Regions from separate parts of the Mus musculus genome. Here all the other regions are linked to region 2. A link is a contact called in public HiChIP or PLAC-seq, Micro-C, capture Hi-C and promoter capture Hi-C data. All regions are on one chromosome and are shown on one strand. Each heading gives the region's core, a stretch centred on a gene start, on an enhancer-like site or on the middle of the called end of the contact. The rest is flanking DNA. Distances are from core to core; before and after follow the strand shown.

Region 1 (3,370 bases), core at 203-2,702, 630 kb after region 2:
TAATCATCCTGGGGGGCCTTAAGCTTCACTCACCTGCAGCCGGCCAGCACCCTCCACTGCCCCGCGGAGTGGGGTAGGGGGTGGGAGAGGGCAAAAGACCCCGACTAAGTAGAATTAAATACAACAGGAGGTTCGGAGTGTGAGGAATACCCAGAGAAAGGACGTGTCGCTAGCTGCGGATGCGAGTGATGAAAAGTTAAAAGCGGTTAGTTGTGAGTTCTTGTGGCAGGCCTCCCCGTTCCTCCTCCCCGCCCCGTCCAGCCCCGCCCCATCTTCCTAAACACTTTGCCCCTATCCCCCAGAGGGTCAAGTTAACCAAAGGAAAGAAGAAATGCTTTCAAAATGAATCTTGTTTTGCTTCCTGCAGACAACAGACGCTGTCACCTGGATCCTGGCTTCACATTCCAAACCAGAACATTACTTTCTTTCCAGTGTTGTGGTTACAAACAGTTTTGTTAGAATGGCTTTCATTCCGTATCACTCACTGCCCCACTGAAAGTGTACCTTTCCAGACCGGGAGCTGGCTGAAGGAGTTTGCTGCAAAACTTGATGACCTTACTTTGATTCCAAGCTCCACTGACTCTGCAAAGTTGCCCCCAGATCACCATGGTTCTCATGTCCCCAGCCTCCCAAATAAATACAATTTTAAAAGTGGGCCAGCAACTGGAATTTTATTCAGCAACTAAAAAATAACATTATGGTCCAGCACTTGGGAGGCAGAGGCAGAGGCAGTCGGATCTCTGTGAGTTCAAGACAAACCTGGTCTACAAAGTGAGTCCAGGACAGCCAGGGCTCTGTTACGCAAAGAAAGTCTGTCTCAAAAAAAACAAACAACAAAAACAAACAAACAAACAAACAGGAAAAGAAAAAGAAAGAAATTATGAAATTTCAGGAAAACGTGTTAAGGCCAGGACAGAGCAAGAGAGCAAGAAAAGGCAAGATGGCTCCGTGGCTCAGTGAGTAAAGGCACCTGCCACCAAATCAGATGACCTTTGTTTCATCCCCAAGACCCACAAGGTGGAAGGAAAGAATAGATTGTTGTCCTCTGACCCCACAGATACGCCATGATTTATGTGTGCCCTGTTCTCATGTACAAAATAATAATAAAAATTAGAAATAATAAAACTTTTAAACGCAGCTAACTATAAAAAGATCCGTGAGGAGATGGAATAAAAAGCTTGTAAGGGAGAGGGCTGCGGACAGTATTGGACCTCACATAATAAGGTATTGGGAGGGGATACTGATTGAGAGGCCTGGCTGCATAAAGTGCCTCAAGGTTCATGGGGCAGGTAACCTGCAGAGACAGATGTAAAATAGGACTTGGTCTATCTGAAGGAGAGAGAAGTCCCAAGTCTCACAGAGCTGGTAGAGAGGAGGAGCAGGAGGAGGGAGGGAGAGAAGAGAGGGGGCAGGTCACTGCAGGGTGGGGCTCTGACTATAAAGAATGAAGCCAGTTCACTGATCCCATAGGCAATACACGCTACAAGCAGGCACCAGCTCTCAGGACCAGAAAGGCATTGGTGAGTCTTTTTCTGACTACAGCAGAGGCTAGAGCAAGTCCTTTGCCATCTGCCTCTCTTTCAGAGAGTTCCAGGGGTGGCTTGAGATACTGATGTCTTTCCTTCCACTTTTATAGGTGGCCCCCTTAAACCTTCAGGTATCTGGAGAGGAGATCTAACCTTCACTATGAAACTGTGGCTTTTTGCCTGCCTGGTTGCCTGTTTTGTTGGGGCCTGGATGCCGGTTGTCCATGCCCAAGGTATTGTCCTTAGCTATACCTACCTTGCCCCGGTTTGGGCATATTGCTTTCTCTTCTCACTTGTCCTTCTCCACTTGTTGAAGTCTCCCTGTATTCTGTATCCTTTGAACTCTTCAGTGTCTCTTGGGAGGTTGGGCATAACAAGAATTCCTGGTACTACTGGAGGTAGATGGGTAGAGATGAAGTGTCCCCAGCTACTTACTCCCAGATCCCTCACTTTCATTCTGAAGTGCTTCCTTTGCAAGACTCAAGAGGTTTAGGGGCTGCAGGAACCTGAGGGTGGATTCCAATTGAGGAGAAATTCACTTAGCCAGAAATGCATTTTGATGCCCTTCTTCTGCCTAGTTAGGGGATGTGAAGTTAAGCTCAGAACCCTGAAGACTCTCCAGACTGCATTCCCTGCCTTTCCTCCCTGTGTAATCTAGGCAAGGGGCTAAGATTATTCTGTGTGGGACTCAGTGTCCCCATCTGCTAAGCAGGAATGAAAATTTAAGGATCCAATGAACTGCAAAATACTCTCAGCTGCAACAGGATTCCCAGCCCTGTGGTCAGGGAACCATCTTTGTCTTCTTTCTTGGCCTCCTGGAAAGCAGGTACTGGAGGATTCAGTTACCCAAGGCCAGTTCTCAGGGGCATGAAGCATCCCCCAAGAGTCCTGTCACTGGGTGCTTCATCTCAGAAAAAACTGTGAAGTCCCAGCAGGTGTCAAGGCAAAATCCCAGGCCAGGTTGAGGACCAGGATCCCTGCTTTTGCCTTGCCTGCTCTTCTACAGACAGGTCGTGCACCTTCAAGCTTCCACCGTACCCATAGAAAGCCAAGCTTGGCTTTTTTTTTTTTCCCATTCTGCTATCTGGGCCACTCCCAACCTCTGCCCTTTGATCCTGGGAGAAAAATGGCCCCCAGTGTTGGAAAACACCTGTCAGGGATCCCTGAAGTCCCATTTCTTATCTGACACCACTGCCCCTTGTCCTCAAGAGCCAAGGTGGAGCAATGGCAAGGAGGATGAACTCTGTCCCTGAACCTCTACTAGGCTCTACTTGTCCTCAGATCGAGGAACCCACTGTCTTGCCAACTTTCTTTATTCATTTGCTTCTCTCCTCAGAACTTTCTAGGATCATCTCCTCCTCCTTGGGCACCTCCTCCAGCTCCAGTGCACCTTCTTTCATGTAGATAACATTTTTGGCTTCCCTACCAGGTTGAGATACTCCTGAGCATTAGGTCTAATTCATGTCTGTGTTGTATGGCTCTTTGGTACCAAGAAGAAATCTTTAAGCTCTTGTTAGACTAACAGGGGAATCGGCAAAGAATGGCTAGGTCAGTTTAGCAGCCACTGAGATGAGTATAGAGAGGAAAAGGGATTTAAGTTAATTCAACATGGGGACAAGCTGACTCATACCTGGAGCTGAGATGGTCAGGAAAGTTGAATAACCTGTTTATATTTTTATCCAACTTACATTTATTTATTTATTGTGTGCGCGTGTGTGTGGATCAGTATGCACAGTGCCCATGTGGAGATAATTTGCAAAGTCTTTCCTTTCACTCTGTGGATCCATGGGGTCAAACTCAGGTTATCAGGCTTGGTGGCAAGAGCTTTCTCACTATGTGTAACT
Region 2 (3,356 bases), core at 21-2,520:
TAGGGGATCTGATGCCATCTACCCACTGTGGGCACTTGTACACCCGCGGCATACCCTCAGACACAGACATGTACACATGAAAATACATCACTCACCACTGGACAGTAGGGTGCTCAGAATGAGAGCCCATAGAACTGTGGCCACCAGCAGAGCCAAGACCAGGAAGAAAAGTCTTTGTTTGTAGCACTCCCAACGTCCCAATTGCCCTAGTAGAACACAGATAAATTCTGGCTCTCTCCAGGACAGAGGTACAGACAGCTTAAGTACCCTCCTACCACCACACAACATAGTTAGAATTTTTTTAAATTTAATTTTAAAAATTAAAAAAGTCTTTAATTGGCTATTTTATTTTTTTACATTTCAAATATTATCCCCCTTCCTGGGTTTCCCTCCACAAACTCCCATCTCATTCCACCCCCCACTGCTTCTATGAGGGTGCTCCCATACCCACCTGCCCACTCCCACCTCACCACCCTAGACTTCCCCTACATTGGGGCACTGAGCCTTCACAGGTGGAACACAGACTGAAAGAAAGGCCATCCAGAGACTACCATATGCAGCCACCAAACCCAGACACTATTGCAGATGCCAAGAAGTGCTTGCTGACAGGAGCTTGAAATAGCTGTCTCCTGAGAGGCTCTGCCAGAGCCTGACAAATACAGAGGCTGATGCTTGCAGCCAACCACGGAACTGAGCATGGGGATCCCGATGGAGGAGTTAGAGGAAGGACTGAAGAAGGAGCTGAAGGGGTTTGCAACCCCATAGGAAGAACAACAATATAAACCAACCAGACCCTCCAGAGCTCCCAGGGACTAAACCATCAACCAAAGAGTTCACATGGAGGGACCCATGGCTCCAGCTGCATATTTAGCAGTCTTAGAATTCTTATGCCAGTGTAACCAGAATCTATGTAACAAGGTGTCTGTGGCTGGAGTGATACCTGTCCCCACACAGGTTTTCTGGGGGAGACTTGGGTGATGCTGTTTCTCAGTCCAGGACCCAGGACCCAGCCCTTAGGACCCTGGGAAGTCCTCACTCCAGGATGTGATGTCCCCATGCCTGTGCTGCGGGCACCACCATTCCACAGTTCTGTCCATACAGTGGTGTCTCCTGTATGGTTTTGCCGTTTCTTCTCCCCAGCCCTCCCAAACTGCAAACATTAGAACAGAAGAACCCATGGAGGACGATGGGGTGATTCTCTTTCTCCTACCTCTGGAGACCTCTTCAATTGCACTGCCCAGCTTGTTGTATTCACCAGTGTTCATGGTGGTGGTGGCGTCCAGCCCTGGACAGAGATATAAATTTAAGTCTCCACCCTAGCCCTATCCTATCTCCCTCCCTCCCTCCCTTCCTTCCTTTCCATGTCGGTGGCCTCAATACTTTTGTGTAGGAAGCCAGCTAATGGTCAGTCGCAGTGCTGGGCAAGGCTAGGACTGTGAGGGGCAGATCAAACCTCTGTGGCTTGATCATTGTAGCTGTGTTTCCTGCACAGAAGGTGTGACGACTCATCTTTTGGTGTCTATGGAGGCATAGACCAGGAACACAGCACCCATGCACAGATAGGAGACATACATAATGTATACACACAGTGCCAAGAAGATATGTGTTTGGTTTATACCAGTGGTTCTCAACCTTCTGTCTCTCTCTGTGTAAATGTATGTATGTGTGTGATTGTGGAGGTCAGAGGACAGATTGGAGTGTTGTTACCCAGGCACCATTTATCTTTTAAATATTGCATTTATTTAGTTATATTGTGTGTTTTGGGTTCTTGCATAGGATTAGAGATCCCTCTAATGTACATTCACCTGACAACGTGTGAGAATTGGTTTTCTCTCTACACCATGTGGATTCTGGGATCAAAGCCAAATTGCCAAACTTGGCAGCAAGCTCCTTTATTCATTGAGCTGTCATGGTGACCCCCATCCACCTTTTTTTTTTTTTGGAAACAGGGTCTCTCTCTCTTTTTTAAAGCTTTTAAAAGTTTATTGTAAGGTTCCCTTTGTTAAATTATGTAATTACTACCTAAAGCAATGTGATATATTTGAAGTTACATTTTTTATTGGATATTTTCTTCATTTACATTTCAAATGCTATCCCCTTTCCTAGTTTCCTCTCTAAAAGTCCCCTATACCCTCCCTCTGCCCTGTTCTCCAACCCACCCACTCCTGCTTCCTGGCCCTGGCATTCCCCTGTACTGGGGCATATAATTTTCGAAAGACCAAGGGCCTGTCCTCCCAATGATGGCCGACTAGGCCATCCTCTGCTACATATGCAGCTAGGGACACGAGCTCTGGGGGTACTGGTTAATTCATATTGTTGTTCCTCCTAGAGTGTTGCAGACCCCTTTAGTCCCTTGGGTACTTTCTCTAGCTCCTTCATTGGGGGCCCTGCGTTCCATCCAATAGATGACTGTGAGCATCCACTTCTGAATTTGCCAGACACTGGCATAGCCTCACAAGAGACAACTATATCAGGGTCCTGCCAACAAAATCTTGCTGGCATATGCAATAGTGTCTGGGTTTGGTGGTTGTTTATGGGATGGATCCCTGGGTGGGGCAGTCTCTGGATGGTCCTTCCTTCTATCTCAGCTCCGAACTTTGTCTCTGTGATTCCTTCCATGGGTATCTTGTTCCCCATTCTAAGAAGGAACAAAGTATCCACACTTTGGTCTTTCTTCTTCTTGAGTTTCATGTGGAAACAGGGTCTCTTAAAGGCTAAGTAATATAGGCTGGTCTCAAAGTCCGTGTCCAGGATGGTCTCTATGAGCCAGCATTGGAGAGCAGAACCCGCTGTCCTTCAGCAGGTAGCCCAGATAACTTACTTTTCTCTGGCAGATTTGGGCCTTCGTGGCTGAGGCTCTGTATCTTAAGCCTCTCAGCTCCTCTAAGAGGAGTTTAGTCACCTCTGGATAGTCCTCCTCAGTCTTGGGTCCCAGGTTTTTTCACAGGCAGGACGGGAGTATTCCAAGCCCATTGGCATTTCCATAAGATCCCTTGTTCCAGGAGCCTGGTAATGTGGGGCCGGATTCCGTTCTGGGCCTCCCTCAATATAGGATATTGGCACACAGACACCAGGGAGGCTTGGGCTCTGAGCTCCATATGGATAGGGGACTGGTTGGTGGCCCTCCCCATCCCTGCCATCTCAGGCTAGGCCTGGGGAAAGGCCTAGAATCACCAGTCTAGTTCCTGGGGTGCCCTGTCCAAGGTCTCAAACAACTTGTATTCATCCTCTAACCCGAGAGTCAGGACTCTCTGTAGATTCCTTCCGGGTCGCTTTTCTTTCTTTCTCTGTCTCTGCTCCTTTTCCTCCTCTGTCTCCCTCTTAGGGTAGACTTTCTCAGCAGCCTGCACTAAATC
Region 3 (3,626 bases), core at 87-2,586, 560 kb after region 2:
CAACAACTTCTTGGTGCAGGGAAAACTATGGAATAGACCTGTCATGCCCTGGTCAAAGGTTCTAAATACAGAGCCCCTCTGGGCAGAGAATCCAGTAACCTCATGAGAAAGACCCTTTTTGATCCTACCAAATGATGAACTCGTAGTTGTGTGCAGTTGAGTCCAGCACAGGTCCACTGAAACACAATGACCTAACAGAAGCACTTTTCATTTTACAAACTTTTCTTCTCCACTTTTTCCTAGCTATGTAATCACTGGTTAACATCCCAAACTCACATAGGTTGAGAAGTGAAGAGGATCAGGCTGTATCATTTATCACTGCACTGACTGCCAGGGTTGACTTGAATGATCTAGCTACTTGGTGTCATTTTCCCCCTTCCTTCCTTCCTTCCTTCCTTCCAGCTCCACGTGTGTTCTTCTCAAAGTTGCACATTTAGTCAAAGAGGATGATCTTTCTTTGGTCAAGCATATACCTGCTCTTCCCAGGTAGAACCTCCAAACAAGCTCTCAAGGTCCAAATGCATACCAGTATGGCTATAGTTACTGAAGTTTGCTCTTGGGATAACTTGTTTTACATTTCCCTTCCTCCTAATAATTGGCGATAGAATCATACTGAGCTGGGCTTTGGACCAGATCAGCAACCTACTAGCTCCGCGTCTGTGAGCAGATTGCTTAATCTAAGTTTCGCGTTCCTTAACCTAATGAGACTGGGTTAAACAATAGCAATATAAAGAACTATATTTATATTCTGAGTGTGTATTAACAGGACATTGACCTAAGTCAAGAGTTCTAGTTCTTATCCAGAGCAAGAACTACTTCCTGCACTTTCACGCTGATCATTAGAAGTGGAATTTAGGAAACACTCTCCGCTGAGGACTTGACATTCAAACGGGAACAGTGAATGTCACTTTAAAGAGCGAGAGAAAAAACCAAACTTTCATCAAGCTGTTTTCTCAATGGGGTATCATCTCCCCAGACACCAGGGACTCCCTCGTGCACGAGGGAACAGACCGACAGGTGAGAGGTGACCAGTTCCAGGGTAGCTTCGAGCATTGCCGCTGAATTCGGGGAAGAGGGGGTGGGGGATCAGTTCCCGCCCCAGGGCCTTCCTGCTACTTTCCCAAGCCTCGGCTGACCCAATGACCGAACCCTAACCCAACCGTGGAACCCATAAGAAAAAACGAGAGCGATCCGGGACTGAAGAGAAGGAGATCTTAAAAGCCGAGCGTCCAGACCCCTTATTTCTGCCCTACCAGCCCCGCACGTCTGCTCACCCGCGGACAGCGGCACCAGCCACCCCGCAGAGCTGCCGCCGCCATGTTGGAAGAGCCCGTGTGACCTTCCTGCGTCGCTCATCGATCGCGTCATCGGCTGCGCCGGCCTAGAACAGCACCAGCCTGGGAAAACCCGGGGGGAGGAGGAGGAGGGAGGTAGAGGAGAAAGAAACCCGATTGGTCTTCTGGGAGCCAAGTCTCTTATGCTTCAAGACATCAAGGATTCTGCGATCCAGCCTGGGAGGGGGCAGAGTTTAGGACAGGTAAGCCTCTTGTTGAGGCTCAGGGAGGAAAGCATTTTTGTGAGACCATCCGTGGTAAGGTGGGAACTACAAAAGGACAGAGGACTGGAGAGATGGCTCTGCAGTTAAGTCCACTGGCTGCTCTGGCAGAGAATTCGGATTCCGTTCTCGGCACGCACATGGTAGCTCACAACTGCCTATAACTCCAGATTCAGGGGATCCGAAACCCTCTTTTGACTTCCAAGGGTACCAGTCATGGAGGATAGACATACATGCTGCAAAACTCCTACCTATACACATAAAATTAAGATGATGCTAGGTGTGGTGGCGCACGCCTTTAATCCCAGGACTTGGGAGACAGAGGCAGGCGGATTTCTGAGTTCGAGGCCAGCCTGGTCTACAAAGTGAGTTCCAGTACAGCCAGGGCTACACAGAGAAACCCTGTCTCGAAAAACAAAAACAAACAAATTAAGATGACTACAAAAAGGCCTATTGGGGAGCATTCAGTACAGAATTGGGATAGCTCACATCTCAATGGTGGGTTTTTGTTGTTTTGTTTGACGGATTTTTTTTTTTTTTTGAGGGTCTCATGTAGTCCAGCAAGCAAAAGACTCATACACATAAAATAAAAAATTTATAAAAAGACTACAAAAGGGCAAAACCTTTGAAGTATTCAAACTGGTGCACAGATTGCCCCAAAACAAAGAAACAAAACTCCTATGGCTCAGTGTGTGTGTGTGTGTGTGTGTGTGTGTGTGTGTGTGTGTGTGTGTACTCTCCAGGCTGGCCTCCAATTTGTTATGTAGTTGAAGAAGACCTTGAACTTCTGATCCTCCTGCCTCCACCTCCCAAATGTTACTGATCACAGTTGTGCACCACAACAGAAGGTTTATGTACACTGCAGGGGATGGAACATAGAACCTGTGCATGCTAAACAAGCACCCTACCAAATGAGTCACAGCTCCACTCTGAGACAGGACAATGTTAGTGTTAGAGATAGGCATGTAGGTGGGTGAACTACAAAATATATATTTAACTGGAAACTAAACAAGGCTGATTAACTCTAGATACAGTTGACAATGACTGACAGTGCCTTGACCTGCCAGTTGCTCTCAGAGCAAGATTTTCAAACCACTTCTTCCTCTTCTCTCCTCCTCCTCCCCCTGAAATAAAGATTTATTAATTTACTTCATGTAATGTGGGCACACTGTTGCTATCTTCAGACACACCAGAAGGGGGCACTGGATCTCATTACAGATGGTTGTGAGCCACCATGTGGTTCCTGGGAATTGAACTCAGAAGCTCTGGAAGAGAAGTCGACGTTCTTAACCGCTGAGCCATCTCTCCAGCCCCTCAAACCTCTTCTTATAAGTGATATAGGGAGACACCTGTTAGTTCTGGCCCAGAGAAGAAAAGGAAAATTAACCCTGGCTGACTGAGGTCTAGTCCTCCATTAGTTCAATGTAAATGGGCACGTCTTGCTTTGAAGAAGCATGGGTCGTTGCTATTTTGGCACTTCCATGCTGTTTTGGATTTAGAAAATATGGCCAACAGCAAAAGTACTGTAAAGTGACTGTGCTAATTGTGGTTGTGGACACAAGGAAGACTATCCCATAGAAGAATGCCCCCATCCTATGGAAGCTAAAATAAAGCATGCACTTATGAAATTTCATCCCTTAAAAAAGAGGCAGGTCTGTGAGATGGCTCAGCGGTTAAGAGCACTGACTGCTCTTCCGAAGGTCCCAAGTTTAAATCCCAGCAACCACATGGTGGCATACAACCACCTGTAATAGGATCTGATGCCCTCCTCTGGTGTGTCTAAAAGAAAGCTACAGTGTACTCACTAATACTTACTTATTAATTACTTAATAATAAGTAAATTAAAAAATAATCTTTAAAAAAAGAGGCAGCTTTCACTGAAGAAAACTGGAGATAGGACCACAGACTTTCTCACTGTGATATCTCTAGAATATGGTCAGTTGCTAAGGTGCTAAGTCTTAAACATTTGAGACAGCAACAGTCTTGTGTATTAGATTATTCTTCTTAAAGATGATATGAAAAGCTGGACGGTGGTGGCGCACACCTTTAATCCCAGCACTCGGGAGGCAGA
Region 4 (3,398 bases), core at 881-3,380, 600 kb after region 2:
TCAGGAGAAACATAGATCTGCATCTTCGAAAAGTCAACTCCTGCTGGTGTGCAAAGGACGGAGAGAAGCGGTGTGAGAAGCCACTGCGTAAGCACAGGAATGGGTATGTTCTTCAGTCTCTCCCTTTCTACTGCTGCCCAGGGACCTATCCCTGAACACAGCCAAACTGAAGTTGTTTCCCTCAAACCAGCACTTCAACAGAAACATTTCCTATTTCTCTCAGCTTCTTCACACTCCTTGAAGTCACAGCATTAAGAAAATATTTTTAGATTTATGTGTGTTTTGTTTGTATGGGAACCACATGTATGCTTGATGTTCTGCAAAGTCAGAAGAGGGAATGGGATCCTTTGGAACTGGAGTTATGGATGGCTGTGAGCCATCATGTAGGTGCGAGGAACTGAACACAGGTCCTCTGCAAGAGTAACAAGTGCTCCTGTTCACTGAGCCGCCTCTCCAGCCTCACACCATTTTCAAAACCAGACCTCAACAGTTTTGCATACACCAGTATTCAATATGTTGGCGGTATCTAGGACTTGCTTTCAAACCCTGCATTGGCCACTACAGTGCAAGAGATTATCCTGTTTCACTTTCTTCTCTAAAATGGATACTGTAACATCTACCTTAGGGGCTGGGGACATGCCCGTGAAGTATGAACACATGGTCCATTGTTGAAAGATTCTGGTGATTATTTTAACTGCATATTCCATGTGTACTGGGGGTTTCCTCACATCTTTACATCTGCACAATACTTTCCCCATGCTATTTCACAGGCATTTCAATACGGCTTATTCAAGATCTTAGGTGCTTCACCCAGATCATCGGATAGGGCTGGAAGAACTTTTCCAGGAAGACTGCTTAAAGATTTCTCACCTCTCTGTGTATGTGTTTTGGTGGAGGGAAAAAAACGAGAGAAAGAACCCTAGCAACGCCTCAATGTGTTTTTGGTACTCACAACTGGAAGAAGTAGGAGGCAGAGATGCTAATACTCAGTAGGCAGAAGAAGCCAGGCATGCTATCCAACTTTCTGCAATGCATAGGGCAGCCAGGCCCTCCCAACCAACCATTATCTGACTCTAACTGCCTGTAACAAGGAGGTTAAGAAAGCTTTAACATCCGATCTTGCCTCTTCTAGAGCTCTGGCCAGCGGTGTCCCACATGGACACTTCCGATAATGGAAGCTCTGTCTAGTGCAAAAAAGTTCTCCACCTGCTCTCCACATAGTAGGCGTCAAACCCATTTTGGCATGCTTTAGCAGCAGAAGACAAGAGAAAGGGAAGATCCATCATCACTACCCATTGTTCAACAGCGTGCAATTGCCTTTTTAATATTTACACGTTATTTTACAAATGAAAACGTCCCTAAAACAGCTTTGTTAGAGATGGCGATCAAAGAAAAAATTTCCCCTTTCTCTTCTAGACTTCTACACACAGACGAAAGGTTTGCACACTTCTAAAAGGACCTCATGATTCGTCGCGGTGTGTCCAGAAAATCGTCCACAAAAGAAATCTATGGGATTTCCCGAGGGAGCAAGTCTGTGGGCCATGACCTCTGGCGCCCAAGGTCCTCGCTCCACTCTTCCACCCCCGGATCACCGGGCCTCCGAGATCAACTATCCGGGGCCCCCCAAGCCTCGGAGCCCGGCCCCCCAAAGCGCGTGCCCACGCTGTGTCCTTCTCCCGCCTCTCTCGCGGGAGCCCAGAGGAATCTGGCCCGGCGGAGGCTTGTCGCCAACCTGAATCAAACAGAGTCGGTTCCCATTCGCCCAGCCGCGGCCCACACGCGCGTCTCCATACCCAGGCCTACCGCGGCCTGGGGCCTTCGGCCGGTGCAGGCCCGGCGGACGCCCGTGGGGCTAGGCGAGCTCAGGCCCTAGCGCGGCCTACTCTTTCGGAAGTCGCCGAAGCCTCCGGCCTCACCTGAACACGGGCGGGAAGGCCCGGGACTCTGCTCCGGGGCGGGCGGCGCGGCGATAACGGCTCCGCACGGCCTCGGCAGCGGTGGCGGCGGCGGCGGCGGCGGCAGAGCGGTAGCGGTAGCGGTAGCGGCGACGGCGACGGCGACGGCGACGGCGACGGCGACGGCTGCGGCTCCTCCTCAGCGCGCACGACCCGCTCCCCGGCCCCGCGGCCCAGACACGCCCCCTGCTCAGCGCGCTCTGCTATTGGTCAGTGTCTTTGAAGAAGCGACGCTCATTGGTTGGCATGGCTGTCGCGGTACGCGGGTGCGCGCGGCGTAGGCGGGACTTCCTGTCGGCGTCGTCCGCGGTGGACCAAGGCGCCCAGTGGAGTCGCGAAGTGGCTGGCGATGGCCGCGGAGAGGGTGAGTTGGAGCCTGGCCCGCAGTGGACGCCGTCTGGACGTCGAGGCCAAAGAGTGGCGCTCTTTATAGAACGCACGTCGTGTGATCCTCACAATGCGGGCTGTGCAGCCGCTTACGTCCAGAGAAAGCAAGTTGGTCATCGGGAGCCCTCGCTAGGAGGACAGGATCCCCGATTCGAATCCCGGCCCGGACATTTCCGGTCTGCCTGCAGTTGAGCACCGGCTGACGTCACTGAGCCGGGCCTCAGTTTTGTTATCTGGTGAAGCGGGTTAAAGGATGTGGTCAGCATGGTCAGCCTCTGGGAATCTAAAGTTAAAATTTCTTGGTTTTAAGATTTTTCTTAGTGTGTATGCATGGGTGTTCAGCCTGCATGTATGTTAACCCTGTGCACCATATGCGTGTAGTGCAGATGGGAGTCAGAGAGAAGGTCGGATCCTCCGGGGGACTATTGTTAACTGCGTTTGGGAGCCGACTACTGAACCCATGTCTTCTGTAAAAGCAGCCAGTGATCTTAATTGCTGAGCCATCTTTCCAGCCCCACTTCCTTCGAAATTTAAAATGCCTACTATGTGCCAGGCAGTCGGGCAGTGACCAGAAAAACAACTGCCTGTGCCTTTTGGAGGCTGCTGTTCTGGACTAGTGCTATCAGAAACGTATATGCCACCCTGTTTGATTGAAAACTTCTCTATTGTCTCTACCTCTGTCCACCGTTTTTTAGCGTGTTTGTTTTCTTTTAGTCGGGATCTTCCTAAGTAGTCCTGGCTTGGAACTTATAAATCACGCTGACCATTGCCTCATAGAGATCTGCCTGCCTCTGTTTCCTGATTGCTGGGGTTTAGGGTGATGTTTCATATGATCCAGGTTGGCCTTAAACTTTCTGTGTAACGAAGGATGTCAGTGAAATGATCCTTTTGCTTTCATCTCCCAAGTTCTAGGATTACAGGCCTGCAACACAGCCGCTGCGTGTAGGTAACCTTTTAAAAGTAGTTCTACAGGATTTGAAAAAAAGTTATATTCAAAATTTTTATATTATGTATGTATTTGTTTGTATGTATGTACGTGTTTTTAAAGGATGGTGT
Region 5 (3,786 bases), core at 48-2,547, 770 kb after region 2:
TGCAAGTAAAAAGCTGACACCCCACTCTTCTTCAGCCATCCAACTTTGGTTGTAACTTCCACTGAACATTTCTCCATGACCCTTGTACACTCAAATCCTCCACTTCTCTGTGGACCTCTGGCTTGTATTTCCATGTCACTATCAAGATAAGTGGCTCCCATGGTCTAAGTGCTTGGGAATACCCTGTGTGACTTTCCTCTTTCACATTGGCATCTGGTCTATATATCACCCTTGGCTTATCAAACTCAGGGACACCTGTATACTAGACAAGCAGTCTACCTTCTGAGCTAGGCTTGATGTCCTTATATTATATTCTCTTTTACAAAGATGACAAGTTATTAGAAGTCTCTTCTAACTGCTTGCCCTAGAATTGTCTTTCCTCTGGTTGTACTAGGCAAGGAGAGGCCAACATCCTCCTGCATTATCCTAGGTCAAACAGTGGAAACAGCTATCACCCACTCTGACTTGTATCTCAGCTTAATCTCTCAGATCTTGCCTGATCTTTGCACCTCACAAAACCATAGCCGACATATTAATGTAATCTCCCTTCTCCTTTTCAATCCTGTGGACAGCTTCTTGGTGGGCCCAGGCCCAGCAATCCTCTAGGTTGGTCTGACCGACTCCAAGTACTGATGCCCTGGGGTGCTGAGGCCTGCAGAACGATCCAAGCTTCCTTTGCAGAGCCTAGCAGTGCATCTGAGAAACAGAGTGCAGGCAGAAAGACAAGCCAGAGCATCACAAAGAAGAGACCTAGAACTGGAAAACAAGATCCAGAGAGAGTGCCTAGTAGACGCTGCTGGGTTAAAACGTCAGAGATATGCTCTGCAGAAACCTACAGCATGGCTGGAGAAAGGCCAGGTGCCCACAACAGCCTCCGGTCGGGGCGGGGCCTGATAAGGCTGGACTGGGCTGGGGACCAGGCCTTGCCAGTTAGAGGAAGAGGCTGAAAGCAGGGATTGGGGTGAGGAGTAGCAGACCAGAGGTTGAGTGGAGTTGGGGGCGGGTCCTGGTGGCGGCGGCGGGTAGGGGGCTGTGGGCGGGGCCTGGAAACTGAAGGAGCTGGTAATAGTCTAGGGCGAGGCTGGAGGGAGGGTCCCAAGGTGCAGGATTAGGGGCTCAGGGCGGGGTCTGGAGGAGACAAACGACTATAAGGTGGGGGTCTAGGGAGGGGCCTGGTGGCGTGGGGGCGAGGCCAGGCCGCCGGTTGGGCAGTTTAGGACTCAGGGTTTTGGACCAAGCGGTTCTTTGGCCCACTGGGCCCGACCGCACTGAAGCCACGCCCTTTTCCCCTGCTCAGACCACGCCCAAGGCCCCATCAAACTCCTCCCGGAGGCCCCCTCCGGTCCTATTTCCTCCCTCGCGGGTGGAGGCTCTGTAGCGAGGAGTTTCTCGGCCCAGAGCGGTCTGCGGCTTGTCTAAGGCATCTTCGGATTAGCTGATCTCCGCACCGCCTCGGCCTGCATCTTGCTTTCTGAACCTCCAGGTAAGCAATCACCCCTCTCTGGGGGCGCCGCCCTAGTAGATACCCTCGAAACATTCCTCTCCTCCAGGGCTAAGAGCAGTCCGGCTCGGAGCCAAAACAGTCATTTAGTTTCCCATCATTTCTCCGACAAGGTATTTCTCAGAGTTTCCCATCTGGTCGGGGATCAGGTTGCATTCTGATCTGAGAGCTGTGGTGCCCCCATGGAGCAGGTGCAGGTGGTGGACATGAATAGAAAACGCGCGGGAGAGAATGGGGGTTGTCGTGACGTGGGGAATCCGGACATGTGAACAGGCACTGCGCCACAGGAATGTCTGTCACTAGAGAATTTGTACGGAGCGCCTGCTGGGTGCTACCGACCCGACAGGCGAAGGCCGAAGGCCGCAGACACAGAGATTCGGGAACCACGTAGACCCAGCCTCTGGGAAACAAGGGAGTGTGTAGAGCACTATCCAAATCCTGGAGGAAGGAGGTTGAAGTGTTGTGAGGAAGCCTATGGTGTCTGAGGGAAAGGGGCAGCCTGTCATGAGGGCACCTGCTATGGAGAGCTTTCTGGGCCCAGGCCACAAAATCCTAGGGAAATGGCCAGGCTGGTGTATTTGCAGACCAGAAAAGAGGCTGGAGTGTATACAGGGAAGAAAGGAGGTAGGGAGTGGTTGACCAGGGCTTGGAAGACAATGAGGAGCCCACAGCTCCATCCTCCGGGCTGTGTGTACAAGGGATGTTTAAGGCAGCAAGCAACAGCCATCTGATTGTGTCTTGAGAGGAAGACCCTGCCCTATGCTGGGAAAGTTGAAAAGACACCAGGGCAACCTGGACGTCTGGCTGGACCCCTGATGGAAGGTGCGTGAAGTGATAAGAGGTAAGTTAGAAATTCTGTGTTTCCCCCCAAGAATTGTGTTTCATGCTTGTTTGGAAGTGAGATGTGAGGAAGGTCTGTGTGAAGCTTTCCGAGGTGGTCTTCTGAGAATTTGGAAGGGGCCTTATTTTATTTGGGGGAAGGGCTAGGTTGAATCTAGGGCCTCATGCTAGACAAGCACTTTGCCGCTGCAGCACTTTGGTTGCTTCCTTCCTTCCTTCGTGTGTGTGTGTGTGTGTGTGTGTGTGTGTGTGTGTGTACGTGTGTGTGTGTGTACACTAACTTGTGGTGTCAATGTGTGTATGCATGTGTGTGTGCATCTATGTGTGTGTGGAGGCCAGAGATTGACTTCTTATGCCTTCCTCTCTCACTCTCCATATTAGTTCCTGAGACAGGTCTCTTAACTGAACCTGGAGGTTGTCATACTTGCATAGCAAGCGCTGTACTGACTGAGCTAGCACCAGCTTAGTCCTTAGGTTTTATTTTGAGACCACCTCACTAACTTTTTCTTTTCTTTTCTTTTCTTTTCTTTTTTTTTTTTTTTTTTTGCCGAGACAGGGTTTCTCTGTATAGCCCTGGCTGTCCTGGAACTCACTCTGTAGACCAGGCTGGCCTTGAACTCAGAAGTCCACCTGTCTCTGCCTCCCCAGTGCTGGGATTAAAGGCGTGCGCCACCACGCCCGGGCTCACTAACTTGTTTAAGCCGTCTTTGAATTCATTCTGTAAGCCAGTTACGCCTTGAGCTTGCAAAATCTATGAGTGATACGGGGATTTAGGAGACAGGGCTTCCTAAGAGAGCAGTTTGGGCTCAGCCAAGGTCCCAGGCACCAGTGTGGTCTCCAGTGGGGTGACCTGGACCTGTTGGTTGGATGGAGATCCCCAAGAAAGGAATCTCAGACTATGAACTTGCCCTGGAAGCCCCACATCCTTTACAGCTTGCCTTTTCCCAGCCGTAGAGTCAGTTTGAGTGGAGTTCCAATAGCATCACTCGGCCTGCCTTGAACCTTCTCTGAAGGCCAGCCAGGTTGCCGGAGTATTGGGGAATCTTCTTTACCTTCTCACTTTACTCACTCCTAAAGGGGGTTGTTTCCAGGAGTCAAGGCGAGAAGAGGCAATAGATAAAAGCTGGGAACTCCTGGCTGCAGGAAAGGGTTCTGAGCTTTTGTTTGCCCATCTGGAAAATGGGTCTGAAGTATCTTTCTCCTTACTGGGTCCACAGCTGTTGATAGTACTTGAAAACCTGTGCCCTTTACATTCCTGAGAACCTGTGGTTAGCTTCCATGCCTACTCTGAGGAGAACACTATCCTCTTCCAAATCCTAGGCTGTTGGCCAGTAGAGGGGTGGGGGTGGGGGCATTTAGTTGGTACAGTGCCTGGGAGGGAGTGAATGAACATTTAGCAAAAGGAGCCTCTGGGCTTACTAAAGAGGACAAAGAGAGTGGGTAAA
Region 6 (3,612 bases), core at 145-2,644, 960 kb after region 2:
TTAGGGACAGAGACCAAATGTTGAATGTATGGGTGGCATGAGAATTCGCGTGGTAGCGGAACCGCAGCCTGGACTTCCGGTCCTCTAGCCCGCCGGCGCAGCAGTGCATGCGCAGATTCCCCGTCCTCGAATATTCCTCCGTTCCGCGGTTTCTCCGCCTCGACACGCCCCCCCTGCCGTTCAATGACCGGGGATTGGAAACCCGTGCCGTCAGTCACTGGCCAGCGGGCGGGGCTTCCTACCATCTCATGTCAGTGCAGTTGCTGTCATGGCCTTGCCTCAGCTCCTTTATTCACGGGAATCCCCCTGCCTCACTCTCACACCCGCTGTCATCCCCCGCCCCGTGCCTCAGCTGCAGACAGTGATTCCGTTTCCCGCTCCCGCTTCGCTCCTCAGCCGCCGCCGCAGAGGGGCTCCCGCCGCCCACTGGAAGCCTCTCCGTGCCGTCAGTCACGGTGCCATTCGGTACGACCGGAAACAGCGAGCAGGACGGGGCACGCATGAGGCGAAGCTTCCTGACTGGACTGCATCTCCCATCAACCCCTGCGGCCGCAGCAGACCGATCGGACTTCCTGTCCGGGCCGGAGGCACATCCTGTCTGGCGCAGAAAGTTATGGTTCAATAATTCTAGTGCATGCTGGGAGTTGTAGTTACTTCCCTCCTCGCGCGGGATCTCCTGTTTGCCACAGGAAGTGAGGTGGCGGTAGCCCCTAGGCATGCTAGGAGTCGTAATTCTGTCCCAGTCCCGGGTTTGGGTCCTCTGAGCCCCGCGAGGTTTTTCTCTGATTGGCGAGCACAGCTCAGTGGGCGGAGACGGTGATTGACAGGCGGAGGGGGCGGCTACATCACTGCGTTTGTTTATATATTGAGAAAAGAAAAATAAAGCGCAAGCCCCTGCCTCAGTCAAGGCCAAGCGGGCGGGGCTTCCTGCTGCGTACCGGAAGTCTCTCTCCTGTTGTCTCAGGTCCGTGCAGTCACGGTCATCCCCCTGCCTCAGTTCCTTCCTTACTCACAGGAATCCCCCTGCCTCACTCTTACACCTGCTGTAAATTCCGCCTCAGCTGAAGACAGACAGTGAATTCGGTTCCTGAGCCCGCTTCCGCGTTCTGACTCCTGTGACGTCAGAGCCGGCATCATCGAGGTGTGCGCGCACTGCCACGCCCACTGACGTAGACTTTGACGCCGAGGCCGGGGTTTCCCCGTCCCAACGGTAACTGCCGCGACCCATGCGCCCCGGTCGCTCGGTGACCCCAATGTCAGTCAGACGCCTCCGTTCCCACAGCCGCCGTGACGTGGTAGGTCACAGCCGCTGCCGACACGTCTTTATGTCACACCCACTACACCTAGATCACGCCCACACGGCTTTAATGCTGTTCCCACTACACTCAAGCCACACCCATTACACTCAGGCCAAGCCTACACAGCTTCATGCCCTGCCCAATACTCTCAGGCCACTACTACAGGACTTTAGGCCCCGCCCACAACACTCAGGCTATGCCCACAGGGCTTTATGCCTCTTCCACACATCCTTAGGCAACTCACACACATCTTTAGGACACTCACATCTTTTGGACACTTCCACTATACTCAGGCCCCTCCCACACAACGTTAGGCCCTCCCAGTACACTCAGCCCCCTCCCACACATCTTTAGGCCCTCCCACTACACTCAGGCCCCTACCACACTTTTTTAGGCCACTCCTACACATCTTTAGGACCCTCTCACTACACTCAGGCCCCTCCCACACGTCTTTATGACACTCCCACACATCTTTAGGACCCGCCCACTATACTCAGGCCCCTCCCACACATTTTAGGACACTCCCACACATCTTTAGGACCTTCCCACTACATTCAGGCCCCTCCCACACATCCTTAGGATCCTCCCACTACACTCAGGCTCCTCTCACACATCTTTAGGACACTTACATAGTCAGAACACGCCCCCAAATTTACATATACATTTACATAGACAGTTAGAACACGCCCCCAAATTTACAGAGACAGAACACACCTCAAATTAGGCCCGCCCAGACACTTTTAGGCCACTCCATAACATCTTTGGGCCCGCCCAGACATCTTTAGGCCACTCCCACACATCTTTAGGCCTGCCCACACATTGGTAGGCCCGCCCACATAGACATTTACATAGACACTGAGAACATGCCCACAAATTTACAGAGATATTTATGTAGACATTTACATAGTTACTCAGAACACAACCACAAATACACATAGACATTTACATAGACAGCGAGGACACATCCACAAATTTACATAGACATTTACATAGTCACTGAGAAGGACTGGCTGACTTCTGAATCTTTTTTTTGTTTCTTCATGTTAGGTTTGAGGAGGACACCCTACCCACGTGGCTATCCTCAGTTGCGAGTCACTGTGGGAATTATCCCAGTTGTCTTTTGGTCTTTTCATATATGTAAATGTATTTATAAATGCACATACAAATGATATGTAATTGTATATGCAATGTGCACGCAAGTGTACATGTAAATGCATATGTGAATAAGCAAATATGCAAATGATATTCATGCCCATGCTTTCAAATGCCACGCCCACCCTCATTTAGGCCATGCCCATGCAGCTTCAGAACATGCCCACCCTCCTTTAGGCCAAGCACACTACTCTGAGACCACGCCCATCCTCCTTCAGGGCACACCCACTACTCTCAGACCATGCCCATACTCCTTTAGGACACTTCCACTACAGAAAACACCCACAGATCTTCAGTCTACTCCCACTATTCAACAACAATGCCCTCAATTGGTCAGGACACACCCATACTTCCTAATGCCACACCAATCCTATCCAGACCACGCCCACCCATAATTCTTTAGGCCAGTTTCACCACACTCAGGCCACACCCTCTGCACCCAGCCATGCCCATTCCTTCTAATGCCATGCCCACCAGAATTAGGCACCGCCCACACATCTAAATCTCATTTGAATATTTGCAAATTTATTCATATGTGCATTTACATACACATATCAGTTGCATATACAATTACATATCATTTACATATACATTTATACATACATTTACATATATATAAAAAGGCCAAAAGGAAAAGAAAAAGAAGGAAAAAAAAGAAAAAGAATAAAAATAAGAAAAGAAGGGACAACTGGGATTGGAATTCAACTGTCCTCTGTCACGGGATCTGCGTACAGTGCCCTCCTCACACCTAAAATAAATTTAAAAAAAAAAAAAAAGAAGGAAGGAAGGATGGAAGCAGGGAAGGAAGGAAGGAAGCCAGTCAGTGCAGAAGAGTTTGGGCTTCCTTCCTCCCTCCCTCCCTCCCTCCCTCCCTCCCAGCAGGGATAGAAACCACAGCAAACCAGCTAGAGAGAGAGAGTGAGTGAGTGAGTGACCAGAGCAAGAGAGAGCTGGGAAAAAATAATTTTTAAAAAAGGCCCTCCCTTAACCCTAACCCTAAGCCCTAAACCCTAAACCCAACCCTATTCCCTAACCCCTAACCCTAACCACTAACCCTGACCTAACCTTAGCCCTAACCCTAACCCTAACCCCAACCCTAACCCCTATCCTATCTCTTCATGAGGCATTTGGGAGAAAGAGAACAAAAGAGAGAGCAAGAGAA
Region 7 (3,906 bases), core at 1,017-3,516, 790 kb after region 2:
TAAAAGTTTTTGTTTTTTTAAATCTTCACACCTATATGTATGGGTGCTCTGCTTGCATTTGTGTCTGTGCACCATGTATGTGCAGTGCCGGGGGAGGGCACCGGATCCACTAGAACTAGACTGTCAGAACAGGAGGTGCCATGTGAGTGCGGGGAATTGAACTTGGGTCCTCTGCAACAGCAGTCACTGGTCTTAATGACTGAACCTTCTAAAGCACTTCACTAAAAAAAAAACTTGAAACTCAATATATTGTGGTACTAAACAACCTTTTCCATTTCATTTTATGTTTTACATTCTGTTATTTTGTGTGTACTTGTGTGTCTGTGTGGGTAAACATGTGTCACAGAGCACATGCTGAGGTCACAGTACAACTTGAGGGGGCTAGTGCTCCCTTTCCATCATGCGAGTCTCAGCAATTGCACTCAGGTCATCACATCTAGCAGCACACCCTTTACTTGTTGAGCCATCTTGCCCTTCTGTTTTAATTTTTGTTTTGAAGCAAAGTTTGATATAGCATGGACTGTCCTCAAACTCCAAACCAATGGTGCTCTTCAACTTCTGACCCATCTGCCTCCACCTCCCAAATGTAGGGATTGCAGTTATGCACTACAACTCCTATGAAGTGTTGGGTCTGGGAACCAGAGCCTCATGCATGCTGGGTAATCACTCTACCAATCGAGCCATAGCCTGGTCCTTTATAGGCCAAGCTGCTGACCTAGAACTTGCATTTTTCCTCCTATGCTTTCCAAGGGCTATGACTACAGATGTGTGCCACACCCAGCTCCTAGCATTGACACTTAAAACAATTTTTACAAGCGTATGTGTGCATGTGTACACACATGTGACACTGCAACTACAACTTGCAGTAAGTAGTTGGCTCTCTCCTCCACCTAGAGGAAGGTTGGGGACAAGCGCTCCCACTTACCGAGGTCCTGGGTAAAGTACTCAACAAGCTGCCTCATTGAGAATTGAATTGGGAGGGGGTGATCAGGGTTCAAGTGTGGAGGGCAGAAACATGGCAACCTCTGAGGGGGTGGGGCAAGGCAGAGTCTTAGACTTAGGGCCTTCCTTGAGATCTTTGTGAGATGTATTCTGGACCTTCAGTCTGTCTGGTCATCAGCACTTGCTGGTTGCCCTGGGGGGAGCCAGGGTCACTTGGAAAGGACAGCTAGGAGTCCAGTGCAGGACTGGCTTTAGCAATCTGAAAACACTCCCCTCATCTTGTAGAGCCCCTGATGTGTTTAGTTCTAGGCCTCTACCTGCAGGAATCAGGTGAGCCCAGGCAGGAATGGGCCTCCCCAGGAAATGTGTCAGGGAGGTCTTGATTGATTTACTTTCCCATAATCTTGTTTTCAGAAAGACAGAAAACAAAACAAAGCAGTTCCTGCTCCCTGCAAAGTTCTGGTGGTTGATGAGGGGTACTGGTGTGATAGGATTTGTGGTGACAGCCTGTGCTCCAACAAGCCAGAATTGGCAACTTATTCCCCATATGTCAATTAGAACAGCCAAATTAACAGTGAAAAGCAGATTTACTCAGTGTGGCTACATTGTGAAGTGGGACAAAGAAATTTAGAGACTCTCCCAAAACTGTGTTTGGGGTCCTAAAGGGAGGTGAAGAGTTAAGTAGAGGCCAGAATTATGGATGTCTAAGCCATCTCAGTCAAGGTGTGGTCCCGTCCAGTGCTGTCTGGGTTTCCTGTCTTCAGCGAGGTGGTCTGACAAGTTGTTGGCAAAGTGTAAACCTCATTCCTGGAGAAAGTTCTCCTCTGTTGGCCCAGGCTTTAGACTTTCTTCTCTCCCAGCTGGAGATTCCTGGGGGTTGGGGCTGGGGTTGAGGGTGGGGGGAAATTCCAGTTTCTTGGGGCTCATTGTTTCAATACTCTGATAGCCAAAGTGAGGGGCCCAAAGTGTTTGTTTAGAGTGAGTTTATCCCTGTTAGGCTGGTTACAACAGGACTTTCCGAACAGCTAGGATCAAACTTAAACACACAGCAGTCCCCAACCCCCACCGTAGGCAGGGCAGGGTAGGATATTTAGCTCTTTCTCCACTCCCCTCGCCTTTCTTTTCTCCCTTCCTCCCTGCCTCTCTCTTCCCTTCAGCTTAGCTGGTCCCTATGCTGGGCCCCTTAGCACAAAGCCCTGGTCTCTCTCCTCGAGGGATATTTTTAGTCAGTAAGAGGGATTATCAGCTGAGTTCCAGGTGGAGGGGCCTGGCTGGGAGAGGAGCCAGCCGGGCTTCAAAGAGCTGGCAAGCTGAGGGAGAAGGGAGAAACACAGGGGTAGGAGGGCCTTGAGGATAATAAAGGTCGAGACCGGACATGTTGGCGCAGCAACCTACACTGACTCTTTGCTTGACCTCGCTCACATTCATTGCCCTGTAGGCTGCTCTGGCCTAACCCAACTTGAGCACAAGGCATAGAATTTAAGGGAAGGACAATAGAGGTCAGGAGGGTTTCCAGGCTGAGAACTGCCTAGGAATCACCTAGAAAACTGGTGGTGATGCACATTTTCCATCCCAGAACTGGGGAGGCAGAGGCAGGAGGATTTTGAATGCCAGGATATTCTGGGAGACCCTGACTTTGAAAACCAGGTGCTGGGGGATGTGGTGGGGGTGGCTCACTGGTGAGTGCTTGGCTAGCATCTGACGGGCCATGGGACCTATCCCGGCACTGCAGACGCAATATATTTCTAGCATCTTCCAGTAAGGAGCTGGAATTGTATGGCGCATCCTTACCTAGAACCCACCAGGAGGGCTGGACCTCCCTAGGCTCCTCTTAATAAGAGGCTGGGAGGGGGGATGGTTCAGCAGTAGAGCACAGGCTTAGAATCTACCATTGTGGATCTGGGAGTGTGACTCAGTGGAAAAGACCCTTTCTAGAATCCCCCAGTGAGGGGCAAGGGTCATGTCTTCGTGGTAGAGTGCCATCATAGGACTGGGGTTGTGGCTCAAAAGTAGATTGTCTGTCTAGAATCTACCAGTGTGGGGCTGGGTGTATGTGTTATTGGAGAGCATTTGCCTAGCCTGGTTCTGGGTTCCACTCTCAGAACTGGGAGTGTGGGGACCTGAGGAGTGGAGCATGAAGAAGAAAAGCACCCACTGCCTCGTGGCACCTTTGCTCTGCAAGCAAGAAGACACTCACAGAAATGCTTCTGATTCCAGTGCTGGGGATTAGAGACAGGGGGATCCTGGGTACTCACTGGGCATTCCAGCCAGCTTGTAAACTATAGGTACAGTGAGAGAACCTGGCTCAAAAAAATAAAGTGGGAAACAATTTAGGAAGATACCTAGGGTCTACCTCTGGGCTCCACATGTACATGCAGAGCTCGTGGACTTGCCCATGTACGCATAAACCACTCACCACACAAAGCATCATCCAGAAGCTGCCACATACCAGTGACCCCTCAGTCTTTCTCGGACCACTTCCCTCCCCCAAATCATTACTGGCACTGTTCTCACACGGCTGTAGGCGTCATTTCCAGCCACTTATTAGGAATGAACTATTGTGGATCCCAGTTACAGATGGGAAAACTGAGTCACAGAGAGAGCAAGGCATCTGCTCCCAAGGTTACATAACTGGTAAATGACTGAGCCAGGAATTAAACCAGCCAGGATGGAACCTCCTGTTCTCACCTCCACTCCATTCCCCAGTAAAGTACATATCTGTTGTACTCATATTTCAGACTGGATATATGAGATGTGAGGATATGGAGCTGAGTTTCAAAGGAGAAAATGGAAACTGAGGAACCCTGAAGCCCTTCATCTTACTTCCTCAAGAGTGACTGCTTAGAATCCCTGAGTCAGGAGCTGGGGGCATAGCCCAGATGTAGAATTTTGAGTTTTGTTGCTGGAAAAGGCAATATTCATATTCTCCCAGGAGCCTCTAGAGGAGACCAGCTTAGCAACGTG

Evidence for each region. Promoter capture Hi-C pulls out the DNA fragments that hold promoters and counts their contacts. Hi-C and Micro-C count contacts between places; a contact is called where the count stands out from the background. HiChIP or PLAC-seq counts read pairs in DNA pulled down with a chosen protein or histone mark. Capture Hi-C pulls out chosen DNA fragments and counts their contacts.
Region 1: a promoter capture Hi-C map of hippocampal neurons shows a contact between it and region 2, with 2.3 times the contacts expected there. The contact joins the promoter of Ccl25 here to the promoter of Clec4g in region 2. A contact is called at or near these places in 4 of 39 promoter capture datasets (the C10 cell line, cranial neural crest, hippocampal neurons and 1 more), 1 of 484 Hi-C or Micro-C datasets (Th2 cells), 2 of 115 datasets of contacts at active chromatin or transcription factors (embryonic stem cells and large pre-B cells) and 1 of 9 other capture datasets (liver).
Region 3: a contact with region 2 is called in an H3K4me3 HiChIP or PLAC-seq map of pro-B cells, with 2.7 times the contacts expected there. The contact joins the promoter of Timm44 here to the promoter of Clec4g in region 2. A contact is called at or near these places in 4 of 39 promoter capture datasets (embryonic stem cells, liver, neutrophils and 1 more), 3 of 484 Hi-C or Micro-C datasets (B cells, Sertoli cells and uterus), 4 of 115 datasets of contacts at active chromatin or transcription factors (bone marrow-derived macrophages, embryonic stem cells, large pre-B cells and 1 more) and 1 of 9 other capture datasets (liver).
Region 4: a contact with region 2 is called in a promoter capture Hi-C map of the HPC-7 cell line. The contact joins the promoter of Elavl1 here to the promoter of Clec4g in region 2. A contact is called at or near these places in 8 of 39 promoter capture datasets (the C10 cell line, the HPC-7 cell line, cranial neural crest and 4 more), 2 of 484 Hi-C or Micro-C datasets (the HPC-7 cell line and LSK cells), 5 of 115 datasets of contacts at active chromatin or transcription factors (the 230-238 cell line, the SCID.adh cell line, embryonic stem cells and 1 more) and 1 of 9 other capture datasets (liver).
Region 5: a contact with region 2 is called in a capture Hi-C map of embryonic stem cells, with 3 times the contacts expected there. The contact joins the promoter of Cers4 here to the promoter of Clec4g in region 2. A contact is called at or near these places in 12 of 39 promoter capture datasets (the C10 cell line, the HPC-7 cell line, HPC-7-derived erythroid cells and 6 more), 1 of 484 Hi-C or Micro-C datasets (embryonic stem cells), 2 of 115 datasets of contacts at active chromatin or transcription factors (embryonic stem cells and stem cell-derived neural progenitor cells) and 2 of 9 other capture datasets (embryonic stem cells and liver).
Region 6: an H3K27ac HiChIP or PLAC-seq map of large pre-B cells shows a contact between it and region 2, with 6 times the contacts expected there. The contact joins the enhancer-like site here to the promoter of Clec4g in region 2. A contact is called at or near these places in 5 of 39 promoter capture datasets (the C10 cell line, cranial neural crest, embryonic stem cells and 2 more), 1 of 484 Hi-C or Micro-C datasets (the HPC-7 cell line), 3 of 115 datasets of contacts at active chromatin or transcription factors (double positive thymocytes, extraembryonic endoderm stem cells and large pre-B cells) and 1 of 9 other capture datasets (embryonic stem cells).
Region 7: a Micro-C map of embryonic stem cells shows a contact between it and region 2, with 2.8 times the contacts expected there. The contact joins the enhancer-like site here to the promoter of Clec4g in region 2. A contact is called at or near these places in 4 of 39 promoter capture datasets (the C10 cell line, embryonic stem cells, hippocampal neurons and 1 more), 9 of 484 Hi-C or Micro-C datasets (the G1E-ER4 cell line, embryonic stem cells, group 2 innate lymphoid cells and 2 more) and 1 of 115 datasets of contacts at active chromatin or transcription factors (large pre-B cells).

The regions. Positions count from the first base shown.
Region 1 is chr8:4,348,136-4,351,505 of GRCm38.p6, forward strand. It overlaps Ccl25 (chemokine (C-C motif) ligand 25), which reads left to right and starts at 1,453. Exons shown (of 6, transcript NM_009138.3): 1 at 1,453-1,520; 2 at 1,637-1,759. The coding sequence starts at 1,687.
Region 2 is chr8:3,719,381-3,722,736 of GRCm38.p6, forward strand. It overlaps Clec4g (C-type lectin domain family 4, member g), which reads right to left and starts at 1,271. Exons shown (of 9, transcript NM_029465.3): 1 at 1,211-1,271; 2 at 96-206. The coding sequence starts at 1,265. All of the region lies in intron 4 of Gm16553 (a long non-coding RNA gene), which reads left to right.
Region 3 is chr8:4,274,569-4,278,194 of GRCm38.p6, forward strand. Timm44 (translocase of inner mitochondrial membrane 44) reads right to left here and starts at 1,337. Exons shown (of 13, transcript NM_011592.2): 1 at 1,275-1,337. The coding sequence starts at 1,319.
Region 4 is chr8:4,322,970-4,326,367 of GRCm38.p6, forward strand. It overlaps Elavl1 (ELAV (embryonic lethal, abnormal vision)-like 1 (Hu antigen R)), which reads right to left and starts at 2,131. Exons shown (of 6, transcript NM_010485.3): 1 at 1,917-2,131. It also overlaps a transcript of Ccl25 not described here.
Region 5 is chr8:4,492,108-4,495,893 of GRCm38.p6, forward strand. It overlaps Cers4 (ceramide synthase 4), which reads left to right and starts at 1,298. Exons shown (of 11, transcript NM_026058.4): 1 at 1,298-1,483.
Region 6 is chr8:4,677,272-4,680,883 of GRCm38.p6, forward strand. Gm6410 (a long non-coding RNA gene) reads left to right here. Exons shown (of 2, transcript XR_378684.4): 1 at 1-1,295. Among named protein-coding and RNA genes, the nearest start is that of Gm6410, 4.2 kb to the left of the region's middle. Within about 2 kb of position 1,395, at least 411 of the 459 cell types and tissues checked have an H3K27ac peak or open chromatin away from gene starts, as enhancers often do. A contact at or near this core is called in the HPC-7 cell line, double positive thymocytes, extraembryonic endoderm stem cells and 2 more, where this site is marked.
Region 7 is chr8:4,510,160-4,514,065 of GRCm38.p6, forward strand. The region is part of intron 1 of Cers4 (ceramide synthase 4); the gene reads left to right. Among named protein-coding and RNA genes, the nearest start is that of Cers4, 19 kb to the left of the region's middle. Within about 2 kb of position 2,267, at least 83 of the 459 cell types and tissues checked have an H3K27ac peak or open chromatin away from gene starts, as enhancers often do. A contact at or near this core is called in embryonic stem cells and group 2 innate lymphoid cells, where this site is marked.